2 separate regions of the Arachis hypogaea genome follow, and region 2 is linked to region 1. A link is a contact called in public Hi-C data. All regions are on one chromosome and are shown on one strand. Each heading gives the region's core, a stretch centred on a gene start, on an enhancer-like site or on the middle of the called end of the contact. The rest is flanking DNA. Distances are from core to core; before and after follow the strand shown. Region 1 has its middle 12 kb from the start of LOC112723738. Region 2 holds the start of LOC140176452.

What was found. Hi-C and Micro-C count contacts between places; a contact is called where the count stands out from the background.
Region 2: a Hi-C map of leaf shows a contact between it and region 1, with 1.8 times the contacts expected there. The contact joins the promoter of LOC140176452 here to the enhancer-like site in region 1. A contact is called at or near these places in 2 of 8 Hi-C or Micro-C datasets (leaf and an unstated tissue).

Annotation. Positions count from the first base shown.
Region 1 is chr11:3,335,554-3,342,223 of arahy.Tifrunner.gnm2.J5K5, reverse strand. No RefSeq gene overlaps it. Among protein-coding and RNA genes, the nearest start is that of LOC112723738, 12 kb to the right of the region's middle. Within about 2 kb of position 4,288, at least 3 of the 3 cell types and tissues checked have open chromatin away from gene starts, as enhancers often do.
Region 2 is chr11:3,377,592-3,383,493 of arahy.Tifrunner.gnm2.J5K5, reverse strand. It overlaps LOC140176452, which reads right to left and starts at 2,821. Exons shown (of 2, transcript XM_072207828.1): 1 at 2,421-2,821; 2 at 1,601-2,270. The coding sequence starts at 2,821. The coding sequence ends at 1,601.

The sequences.
Region 1 (6,670 bases), core at 3,039-5,538:
ATAGCAAAAGAATCATAAATTTTAAGAGATATAATATAATAAGATCTAGTAAGTGAAATATATCTAAACAAATCAAATTTTAAATTTTAAATATATAAAATGATTTCAACGTCAACCTATTTGTCATATTTTCAAATTCATATATGGGTCTTGATGAATATGTTGACATTATTCTCTTCTTTTTCTTTTTTGAAAGAACTGAAAGAATATTGTCAATGTTGTGAGGAAATATAGTGATCTTTTTTAGGACACACCATCTTACACGTATAGCGTACTATTCATTGCATGATTTACAACCACTAATAACTTTTATATTATTCAACTACTACTTTATTAGTTTTATCATATTTATCAAGTTACTACTTATTATTACAAAATATAAATTAAAACAAATTGAAACTTCAAATCAATTATTTATTAGTTTATATTAAAATATTATTATAAAAAATTTTCACTAACATTTAATTTAATTGTTTTTCATATCTGAATTTAAAGTAGTAGTCCAATCTATTTCATTCGATCAATCTATTTCGTTACGACCTGGTCCAAGTTATAATATTTCCGGCCCACCAAGCAAAATCGATAGTTTTTTGGTCACCACATGTTAAAGCTAAAATTTTATTAAAAAGTGTTTTTACGATTAATATTACATATTTAAATTTTTTTTATAAATTAAATTTAACCAAATTAAATAATAAAACTTAAAATAATACTAACCATAAATTATTTTTGTTATGTTAGATAGTCTAATATATAGTATTATTCTATAATATACAAGGTCTCTCATCATTACTTCGATTATCACCATAACTAATTAACTCAACATAAAGTAACGTTTTCCAATTTCCATTGTAAGGAAAATAACAGTTCAATATCATTTGAAGTAGTCATTGTTAAAACATGAGTAAATCTTATTATCTACTCTTAAATACCTTAATATTCAAGTATTTTATCATCTAACTTGCACATAGTATATGCTAAAACTATTTTAACTAATTTAAACATCAAAATTCTTTACAAAATATCCCACCACTATCTAAATAAGGATAAAATAGATCATCCAAAAACGTTTGAAACATACCCATGCATTCTCTCCTTTTTTAATTAGTTTTAGATAATATCTTGAAATAATTTATTAACTGAACAATAATTAATTATATATATAAAGTTATTTACTTGGGATGGATTTTCTTTTTGTATATGATCTATATATTATTGAAGACAATAGTATACAAATATTAAACATTTTTTAAAAGGGTGTATATGGCTTTTTTTCAATATTAATTATCTTCTATTCATCAAAACTTAAATATAAGATAACTATTTTTTTTTCAAATAAAAAAAAAAAATTATTCCTCCAACAACAAACATATTTATATATATATGTGGCAATGGTTTGAGTCTTTCCTCGTTCGATATGAACAATGTGGGTTACCATGATTCTGAATACATGTCTCTCTCAAAATTCCCATTGGCGGAACCAACGTGGTCCATGGTTCCTCAAATTCTTCATATATATCTTTTGGTGGAAACAATCATTTTCCAGTATTTGATATTTCCCAAGAGACATGGCTTTATATACTAATATCAATTTTTTTTTGAAAAATAATATTCATATATAAAATATTCTTGACATTCATTAAAAATACCATTATTACTAATTGATTGTCACAACAATTAAAGTGTCGAATAGCGGCGATTTATTTTATTATTTGTGGCACTTTAAAATTGTTTTTTAGTGGCCGTTAACAAAAAAATCGCTGCTAATTTATCAGATATTGCTGCGCTTGATAAAATTACCAACCAAACCGCCGCATTCTTTCAACTTAACTGTGTCTACGTAAACTGACGCTAAATGGCTACCGCAATCCTCCACCTGTATTGTAGTGTGTGTATTCAAATTATTTTTCAATTAATAAAGGTGGAAACTCAAGTGAAGTCGACTTTACGTGAAGTTGTTACCTGAGAGCCGTTAGATGATTTGACTGATTTGACTAAATTTTCATCCAACGGTTCTCAAATATCAACTTCACGTGAAGTCGACTTCACCTGAGTTTTCACCATTAATAAAACAAAGAGAATATATATATATATATAGTTGTTAAAGAAGTACTCATTTCAAAATAGTGTTTATTATAAAGAGTGTATGTACACGTATGCGAGATTATTTTTCTTATAATCACAACTTGAACCCAAAACCACTAATTAAGGGAAATGAGTATTTGTGATTTGTCACTCCAACTAAGTGTGTACGTGTGTGTGCGATGGCCTAAGATATTGAAATGATAAATTGTCTTTCATTAAATTGCATAGAGACGTTGTTTTTCATCAAATTTATTTCATTTTATTACACTTATATTATTGTTTAGTGAATTAATTAAATTTTCTTAACTTAAAAATAAATAAAAATTTATTTAGTTCTTAGCTATGAAGCACATACACTTCACTGAGTTGTCATATTCGTGTGTCGGACACATTTTGAATACGACATTCGTCGACACTTGTCCAATACGCGTGTCTGCTGTGTCCAACCGTGTCTTAATAAAAAATAAAGGATAAAGTATTAAATTGGTCCCCTACATTTTGGCGTAATCCTGTTTTGGTCCTTAAGGTTTAAATTGTCCTATTTGAATCTAAAAAAGTTTCATTTAACTTTAATTTAGTCCCACCGGAGGTCAAAGATAAATAATTAACAAAATGTCCTATATGACAACAGTAGAAGAACAATGTCGATAATCTAGAGAATAAGTACAAGTTCCAGAATCACAAAATCAACCGTGGATGCATCAATACATTTATTTATCATTTTTCTTATAATTAAAATAAAATATTTTCTATAAAACTAAAAAAAATGTTAAATACATATATTGATGCATCCATGGATGATTTTGTGCATCTGGAGCTTGTACTTATTCTCCAAATTATTGACATTGTTCTTATACTGTTGCCATGTAAGACATTTCGTTAATTATTTATCTTTGACCCCACGGTGTGACTAAATTGAAGCTAAATGAACCCTTTTTGGATTCAAATAGGACGCTTTAAATCGTAAGAACTAAAACAGGATTACGCTCAAATGTAGGGGACTAATTTAGTACTTTACCCAAAAATAAAAAATTATTCTCCGGACACACTTGTACACACCTAAATATCATCACGTGTCGGTGTCGACGTGTCAAGTCTTATTCTTAACATATATTTTTGAAATAAATTTAGATATAGTATATATTGTTATTTATTAAAATAAAAAATATTTTAAATATTTGATAATTAAAATAAAATATTAAAAATAATTAAAAAATTAATTTATATTTTAATATTAATAAAATATCAAAATATTATTACAATTTATTTAAAAAATATTTTATATTTTATATATATATGTGCCTTCATATCTTATAAAATTTTAAAATTCTTGTGTCGTATGTGTTCTGTGTCCGTATCGGTATTCGTATATCATAGGTTCTTAAAAAGCTTAGAATCGACGGAACGAATTCAATTAAGAATTGGTAACAGAATTTGATTGGAACTATTCGCATCCTCCTGGTTTCTAGGGAGTGTGTTAAGATTATTTTTATGGCTACTTTGTGATATTAATTAATTATAATACAATTAATTAATATGTCACTGGCTTGCTTGGTGCAACTGTGCAAGTATAATTATTAATTAACAACCATTGAACCTCTTGATGCTGATAATAGTTAATAATCAAGTAGTCATATCTTTCACTAATTTTAATTCATTTTTTTTGTTATAATTTTTGTCGTTACATAACTAAAAAGATGCCTACAAATTGGGTTATTTTGTCCCAAACCCAAAATTTGCTTTGGTCATTTCTTCAGTTAAACAATACGAAGAAAATGGGCCCTACAGGCCCATATAAACAGTTGAGATGATTAAAATGCTACTATTTAAGTTTAACCAAGTTGGGTTGATCTAGTAATTAGTTCAATAGTTCACTTAAGTAAGAGTTAGGAGTTCAAATCTTACCTTGTGTATGTAGCAGCTTAGTGGCCAGCGACAAACCCTTAAATAGAGTTCAGTATTGTAACGGATTAGTCCTTAACTTACTGTGGAAAATCAAAAAAATAAATAAATAAATAAAATGCTACAGTTTAACCATGACTGCTTGACAAAAAAAAAAAGACCGAAAAAATAAATAATTGAACTACTGAATCTAGTCCTTTTTTTGGTAGGATGAATTTAGTCTTCATTCAATGCCTGATTGTGTATTTAGTTTTCCTTTTAAGTTTTGGATAGTATCTCCTAATCCTATAGATCAATGACTACTTAGTCATGGATAGCTATTTTTTTTTTAAATCCTTCTAAATTCTAATACCCTCTTCTTCCCTCATAACAAAAAGCGTCTAGCCTAATAAACTATTTTGTCGAAAAAAGCCCAAATACATTAGGGTACTTTTTGATATACTTTTTCACCATTGCCATTTGCCAATACTTTGAGAATGTCCTCTTTAGTATTGGCTCATTAAAGTCGCTAGGCGAAGACGGTTACCCAGTTTTAGTTTACAAGAAAAAATGGGAGATAGTGCAACAATCCGTGTATGGCTTTATAGAGGAGCTTTGAAGGAATCCAACTACTATAAGAGAGATCAACATGGATGAACGCGCGAATCGAATTGGATTGATTATAGCTAAAGTTTTAATTTAATTCTTATTTAAATTATCGGATCAAATTCAATATCCATATTTTTTAAGTTTAGATTCGATTTGAATCGCATATTTATAAATCGAATCAGATATCGGATATATTCATAAAATATATAAATATTTTTAAATATTTATTTTTGTTCGTATGAGAAGGAAATAGATGTGTAAATTGGCTAATTAGAAAAGAATTGAACATTCATCCTAACTTTCATTTTATTGATCAACCTCCTAAAGGATTAAGATAGATGGTCCGTAATGTTAGAAAAACAAAAAAAAAACAGTTAGAATTTGTCTTATTTAATATTTATTAATTATTATAATAATTAATAAATACTAAATAAAATAAATTATAGTTATTTTTGATTAATTTTCTTTGGTTACTAAATATTCCCATAGATTGTAGCTGATGATTTGAGAGGGGTCACCTTATCCCAAAACATTGTTGAGTTGCAATCTTGGGCGTGAGCCTCGCTTTCTCACAAAAAAATCTGTGGAATTTAATTCTATTAATGTTATTTTAAGTTTTTAACATAGCTAATAAGTATTGAATGATTGTACTGGATTATCTTCACAAAACTTTACTTATTCAATGCTTTGTCAGAACAAATAAATAATAAATAAAATAAGAATAAAATTTATTCAAAAAATAAAATTTAAATTCTTTAATATTTGTTTAAACGGATAAGTGAATTGATCATTCGACCAATTTAATTTAGTCTAATTATTTTGTTTATTCTATTATTAACTAGTCTATTTTTCTTTCAAGTATCCAGACAACAATTTATTTATTTATTTCAAAAGAATACATATTTAATCATAAATGTTAAGTGTTTCGGTTTAACCCGATCGACCCATACACAATAGTGACCTGTGCGTTATTTTACCTCTCAATGAAGATTTGGATAGCTGACAGAAACTTTCAGGCAGACAAATTCAAGTCAGAGGGCCCATTCGAATACAATATATAAATGAGGAGGAATCTACCTCTTTCCAAAGGTACGCTACCTTTATCCTAATAAACCGCTATATATATCTTACAGACGCTTATTTTAGCATTGGAGTGTTCTTGCAAGTGACTCCATCCCACAGACCCACCAATAATCAAGACAACATCTCTCCGTAAAACTCACGTCCAAGTTCAGATACCACTTTCACTTAACCTGTTGCTCATAATCTGATGTCCATCCATTCCACCATTCTAGCGAGCAACCAAACATTAAGCAAAAGGATTATTTACAGCTTTTACACCAACGGTTACTATTAAAATAATGTAACTTAGCTTCATTCACAAAGTAAAGGCCTGTTTAATTTGTTACTCTACCTTGTTTGGCTTTTAAAAAATGTTTTCTGTTTTTATTTTTAATATTTTTATTTCAGAATTTTATTCAAAATGAAAATGGAAATACTAGAAACATTTTTCTTTCAAACTTTTTCACAAAATCTTAAAAATAAAAAATTTAAAAAATGAAAATACAAACTAAATAGACCTGAAAGCACTCGGTAATTATAATTACTTGGCATGACACAGTATTATTAATCACTACTGAATATTAATCAATTGTGCACATGAACTTAATTACTATAATAATATTATTATTACTATCAGATGTTAAGTTATTTATGCCCGTGAGTTACAAGAAGATGTGGTAGGTGTTTCTCGATGTTATCGATTATGCATATATAGACGAAAAAGAAAATATATTAATAATTTAGAGCGTACAATTAAATCTAACTAATTAATTTATTAGAGTACAACTATATATATTTGCATGAAACTTGGAATTCAAATTTCGAAGAGAAAATTTGTCTTGATCGAAAGAAATATTGTTTGGAATTCATAGGTTGTCACTTGTCACGGGCCATGATCATATATTATTAGGATCTGGATTTTGCACTCAACACATGGCTGGTCATGAGTGTTGGTATATACAACAAAATTAAACCAATAACGAACTACTAATAATTGAGAACCACATCATGTAGTTGTGATTTATCAAACTCA
Region 2 (5,902 bases), core at 1,572-4,071, 43 kb before region 1:
TAAGTAGTTATTTAATATCATTTATCATGCATCCAATTTTGATGTTACAACTTTTGCAGTCATCGCACAAAGAAAGAGCTAAATACCAAATCGGTATCCGAAAAATTTTGACGTTGACAAAACGGTACCTAACTTTTGTTATTGACAAAATAGTCCCTGAAAGATTTTAAAATTTGACAAAATCGTCCAACCGAAAAAGGATGATATCACAGTGAATGAAAAACGCTGATTGGCCGTCGAAAGAGAGCTTCGATGATGGCAGAGAGCTCTAGCGACGTTTCTGATCTTCTTCTTCTTTGCCATGGCGGAAGGGGACGCAGCGGCGAGATGATGTCATGGCAGAGGGGACGCAGAAGGGACGCAACGGTGTGTTGAAAAAGAAGCAGCGAACACGAGAACGCAGCGAGGTATTGCCATGGCGGTCTGGCGAAAGGGGACGCGAAAGGGGACGTAGTGACGTGTTGAAGAAGAAGAAGTGGCAAACACGAAGAACATGGTGAGGTGCAGCGGCGTGCCATAGTGGTCTTCTTCAACTGTCATGGCGGGAGGGGACACAGTGGCATGTTGAAGAAGAAGAAGTAGCGAACACGAAGAAGAAGAAGAAGAAAAAGGTCGCCAGAGATCTCTGCCATCATCGGAGCTCTCTTCCGACGACCACATCAGCATTTTTCACTCACTGTGACGTCATTCTTTCATGGTTGGATGATTTTGTTAAATTTTAAAATCTTTCAGGGGCTATTTTGTCAATAACAAAAGTCAGGTATCATTTTGTCAGCGCCATAATCTTTCGGGTACCGATTTAGTATTTACCTCCACAAAGAAACGATTCTTTTTCTCTCATCTTCTTCCATTTATATGCTTCTCTCTACATTCTACTTGTAAGTTATTTCACTACATATGTGATCATTGTTACTTATACTTTTTTTTTTGAACCATAAGAGCTCAACACATTGAAGTGGAGCAAAGAGAAAGAAAGAACAAATAAATACAACACACTAGACACAATAAAAGGTATACTCCGTTGTCATCTCCGGCATTGCCATCAACAACCAAACGGATTAATACCGTCCCAATTTCTGTAGCTCAAAAATGATCTAGTCTTGATCTCTTCAACACCTATCTCAGTATTATGAAAAACTCTACTATTCCGTTCCAACCAGATATTCCAAACAACTGCAAAGAAGCTCATCAACCCCTTCTTTTGCTGAGACTTACAGCCTGGTACTCCAATCCAGCTCTCAAAAAACTCTTTAACAGTTCCCGGCATAGTCCAGTCTCTACCAACACACGTTAGCCAAGCGCACCACACCTACCATGTAAACTCACAGCTAAAGAACAAATGATGCACACATTCTATATCCTTTTTACACAGCACACAGATATTATCATTATGATTAATAATTCCGAATCTACTCAGCCTCTCCTTCATGTTGACCCTGCCAACTAAAACGAACCATGCAAACAGTTCAACTCTTAGAGGAACCAGGCCTCTCCAGATGGTACTAGTGAAACTGTAACTTGTGATGTCCGCTGAGATAGTTTCTTTCTGCAGTACCTGCATAAATGAGTTAGTGGAAAAAATACCTTTCTTGTCAAATTTTCATATGACAGAATCCTCTCTATCAACCGACAACTTCACAACTTGTAACCGGTCATGAAGTTGGTTGAACAACTTTAACTCCCATTGGAACAGTTCTCTACTCCATTCAAAGTTCCAAACCCACTCTAACCCATCCCAAAGCCCACAGTCCCCTATTACAGATCCTTGTTGGTTTGAAACAGAGAAGAGTCTTGGAAAACTATCCTTCAAAGAGCCACTTTGTAACCAACTGTCCTCCCAAAAACGAATACGTCTGCCATTTTCCACCTCCATAGACAAACCACTAATCATCATATCTCTCACCTGTTGATCCTTCATATTAAGCTGGCAAATATCTTTCCATGGTCCCCCTTTAGATGGTAAAGGTTGTTGTGACAGCATTAAAGATGGGTTCAATTGATTACAGGAACAAAGAACATTCTTCCATAATGGGCAGTCTTCCTTAGAGAAACGCCACCACCACTTGAACAGAAGCGACACGTTCTTGAGTAATGCATCCCCGACACCCAACCCACCTTGCTTCTTAGGAGCTTGAACCACCTCCCATCTCACAAGCGGTATACCAGTATTCCCATCTTCTTTACTCCACAAAAACCTTCTTTGTAGTCCAATAATCTTTTCTGCAACCGCTTTTGGCATCTTATATAAGTTTAAGTAGTAAACTGGAAGGCTATTTAGAACCGATTTAATGAGAACCAACTTACCAACCTTGTTAAGAGATTTAGCTTTCCAAAGGCTAAGCTTATCTTCCACCTTGTCTATGATCGGTTTTCAGGTCTTCACCAACCGAGGATTTGCGCCTAAGGAGATTCCCAAGTACCTGACCGGTAACGCAGCTTCAGTACATCCCAACAGACCACACATATTAGTCACCCATGCCTTCTCACAATTGACTGAAATCAAGCTTGACTTGTCGTAGTTAATACTCAGGCCAGACATTAGCTCAAAACAACGTAGGAGTCTCTTGTAATTCAACACTGTCTCCGTGTCCTGAGGGCAGAACAACATCGTGTCATCTGCGAACTGGAGATGCGACAGCTCTATGTTGTCCCGACCCACCAACAATGGAGAAATACGTCCATTCCTTACTGCCTCACCCACCATCCTGTGCAATACGTCAATGACAAGAACAAAAAGAAAAGGAGAGAGCGGATCTCCTTGTCTGAGTTCTCTTTCCATCTTGAACGGCTTGGATGGTGACCCATTAATCAACACTGACATAGACGCTGTGGTCACACATTCCTTCACCCATGTCCTCTATCTAAGACCAAAGCCCATCTTCTGTAGCACTATATCCACAAAGCTCCATCGTACCATGTCATAAGCTTTCTGAAAGTCTAGTTTGATAATTGCCGCCTGCTTCCTTCGTAGCTTCAGCCATTGGACCGTCTCACAAGCGATGAGAGCACCATCATGTATTTTTCGACCTTTTACAAATGCAGACTGGGTCTCCCCCACTAAACGTGGCATCACTGGGCGCATTCTTCTTACCAGCACTTTTGATATCACCTTATAAACACAACCCACCATACTAATCGGTCTTAGGTCTTTGATTTTCTTGGCCCCCACAAACTTTAGGGCTAGAGCCACCCACGTTACATTAGTCTCTGTTGGTAGCTTCCCACTCTGAAAAAACCCAACACAGCTATAGTAAATTTCTGGCCTATCTCCTCCCAACATTTCTTTATGAAGTTCATATTATAGTCATCGCTACCCTGAGCTTTACTTGAATCACAATCCCAAACCGCCTCTCATATCTCCTCCGGCGTTGGCATTACCTCAAGCACTGCTGCCTCTTCCTCCTCAATCTGTTTTACCAACCCATCACGGATGCCAATAAAAAGAGCATGTTCCTGCCGATACAGATCTTTATAAAATCCTATAATCGCAATCTTTATTCTGGCCTGGTTCCGCACCAATCTTTCATTAATCACTAAAGAGTCAATCCTGTTGTTCCTCCTTCTAGCTGATGCTAGGTTATGGAAGTACCTGGTGTTCTTGTCCATATCTCTAGCATGTTAAGACCGAGACATTTGCTTCCAATGAATCTCCTTTCTAGCATGCCATTTTGCACAACAAGTCACAAGAGCCTTCCGTCTAGCCTCATTTGTTTCGTCATAAGAACCCGCACTAACGACATCATCAATCTTCTTTATCTCTTCCTCAAACTTCTTTATCCTGTTGTCCATATCCCCAAAATTTTTCTTGTGTCATCTCCTTAGCGAAACTCTCAAAGCCTTCAGCTTATTTGTGAAAAGGTCATCACCCAAGTTCTTTCACTCATCTTTTATTTTACTTGTTCTATTTGAATTATTAAATGATTCCATTATTTAACCTATTATTAAACCTTAGCCCATCTCTAATAATTGTTCTTATTTTGTTTGGATTTTGTTTTGATTGAAAATATATAATAGAGTGAAGATTCGATACGATTTTTATTTATTTTTACGAAAAATAACAAGATTTTTTGTATAAAAAAAAAAAAGCATTTCGGCATCCTAATCTTATTATTTTAAGACAATGTAATGTTTCACTAAAAAATGCGCTAAACACTAATAGAAATTGATTTTGTATTAGTTTTATTTATAAGATTATTGTTAAAATTAGTGTTTCAAGAAGAAAAAATAAGTATAGTACGAAGATTTAAAAAAAAAATGTCAGATAAAAAATAGAATAACAGAATATTAATGATGTTTTTGTTGGTGTTAATAATGGTAATGATAGAAGAGATAATGATAAAGATGAGGGATGGTGAATTAAGGCTGCGTTTGTTTCAGAGAATAGGACAGGATAAGACACTGAAAATAGAACAGGACAAGACATTGAGAATAGAACAGGACAAGACACTGATGGATAGAGACACAAAATTTTGTGTTCTTGTATTCTATTTGGTGATAAAATAGAACAAATTATGAAAATTTAATTTATTCTCATTTTTTTTCATTCAAAAAATTTGAGATGAAAAATATAATAATTAAAATATATAATTATAAAAAATTAACAAAAATAATGAAAAAAAGAATGAAAAATAAGTTGTGTCTCTTGTTAGTGTTTCTGTGTCTTTCTTGTCAGGATGAACACAAAATACACTAATTCAGTGTCTCTAGACACACTATCTCTGTCCATGTCTCCTCTGTCAAACATGATTTTGTGTCTCAGTGTCAATATTTCAGTGTCTTGTCTCTGTAAACAAACGCAGCCTAATAGATCAGAATTAGTAAAGATAGAAGTTATGATTATGAGAATGAGAAAGGTGATGATAATAGTAACGATAATAATAAAAGTTGGTTTATTTGGTGCAAAGAATTTTATGGGAGTTTGAAACCTCCACATATTACATTGAAAGCCATCACAAAGCTAATTTCTATCAGTATTTGATGGACTTTTTGATAAAGATATTACGCCGTCTTAAAATAATAAAATCAAGGGACAAAGTATATTTTTTTCATTTTTGTTATATGTTGCATTTTTTTTGGGGTAAAAATGGACATAATTGAGTCTTCATTCTAAAAAATACTTGGACACCTTTGAATAATAATCATCTTTTCACAATCATCGATCTTAACTTCTTTTGTATTCACCCCAACTAAATATGTTGTGCTACATTTTTTCACAACACACAACTATATATGTTGATAGATAGGTCCATGATTTAAATCAATTCATGAATAAAAAATGCTTAAAACTAAATAAAGAACTAATAAGATTGAGCGTGCTCTAAAAAAATAATGAGAAATTTTATTTTGAATGGAAAAAACTTAGTGATATATCATACTATTAATACTAGTTCGAAATTTACTATCAGTTTTGTAAAAATAAACAATTACTACACATTAAAATATTTTAGATTGTAACAAAAGGATTTTATTAAAATAAAAAATAATAATAATTAATTCCATAAATATGGATGGACTAAAAGTGAGCCCAAAAAGTGTACTACCAATTTACTCCCTTCTCCTGCAAAATGGGAAACTTAAATTAAAGATAAATAAATAATTATATATATGAAGAAATAATTTTAAATTTCAAATGGGTCCACATACATTGTGGATGGTTTGGGCCTCATCAATGTCATGGGTGGTCGACCAAAAGATGTCATTGGTGACATCATAGTGATGCAATAAACCCAATAAAAATGTTATTTAAATAATAAATTTAGCTAATACATATTTTAAAGATATATGATAAAACTATTATTAATAAAATTTTTTAATAAATATAAAATAAATACATTAAAATTTAATTTTTTTATATCTTTAAGAAAGACTTTTTCATTTATAATTTTAACATTGTCTTTGAGAC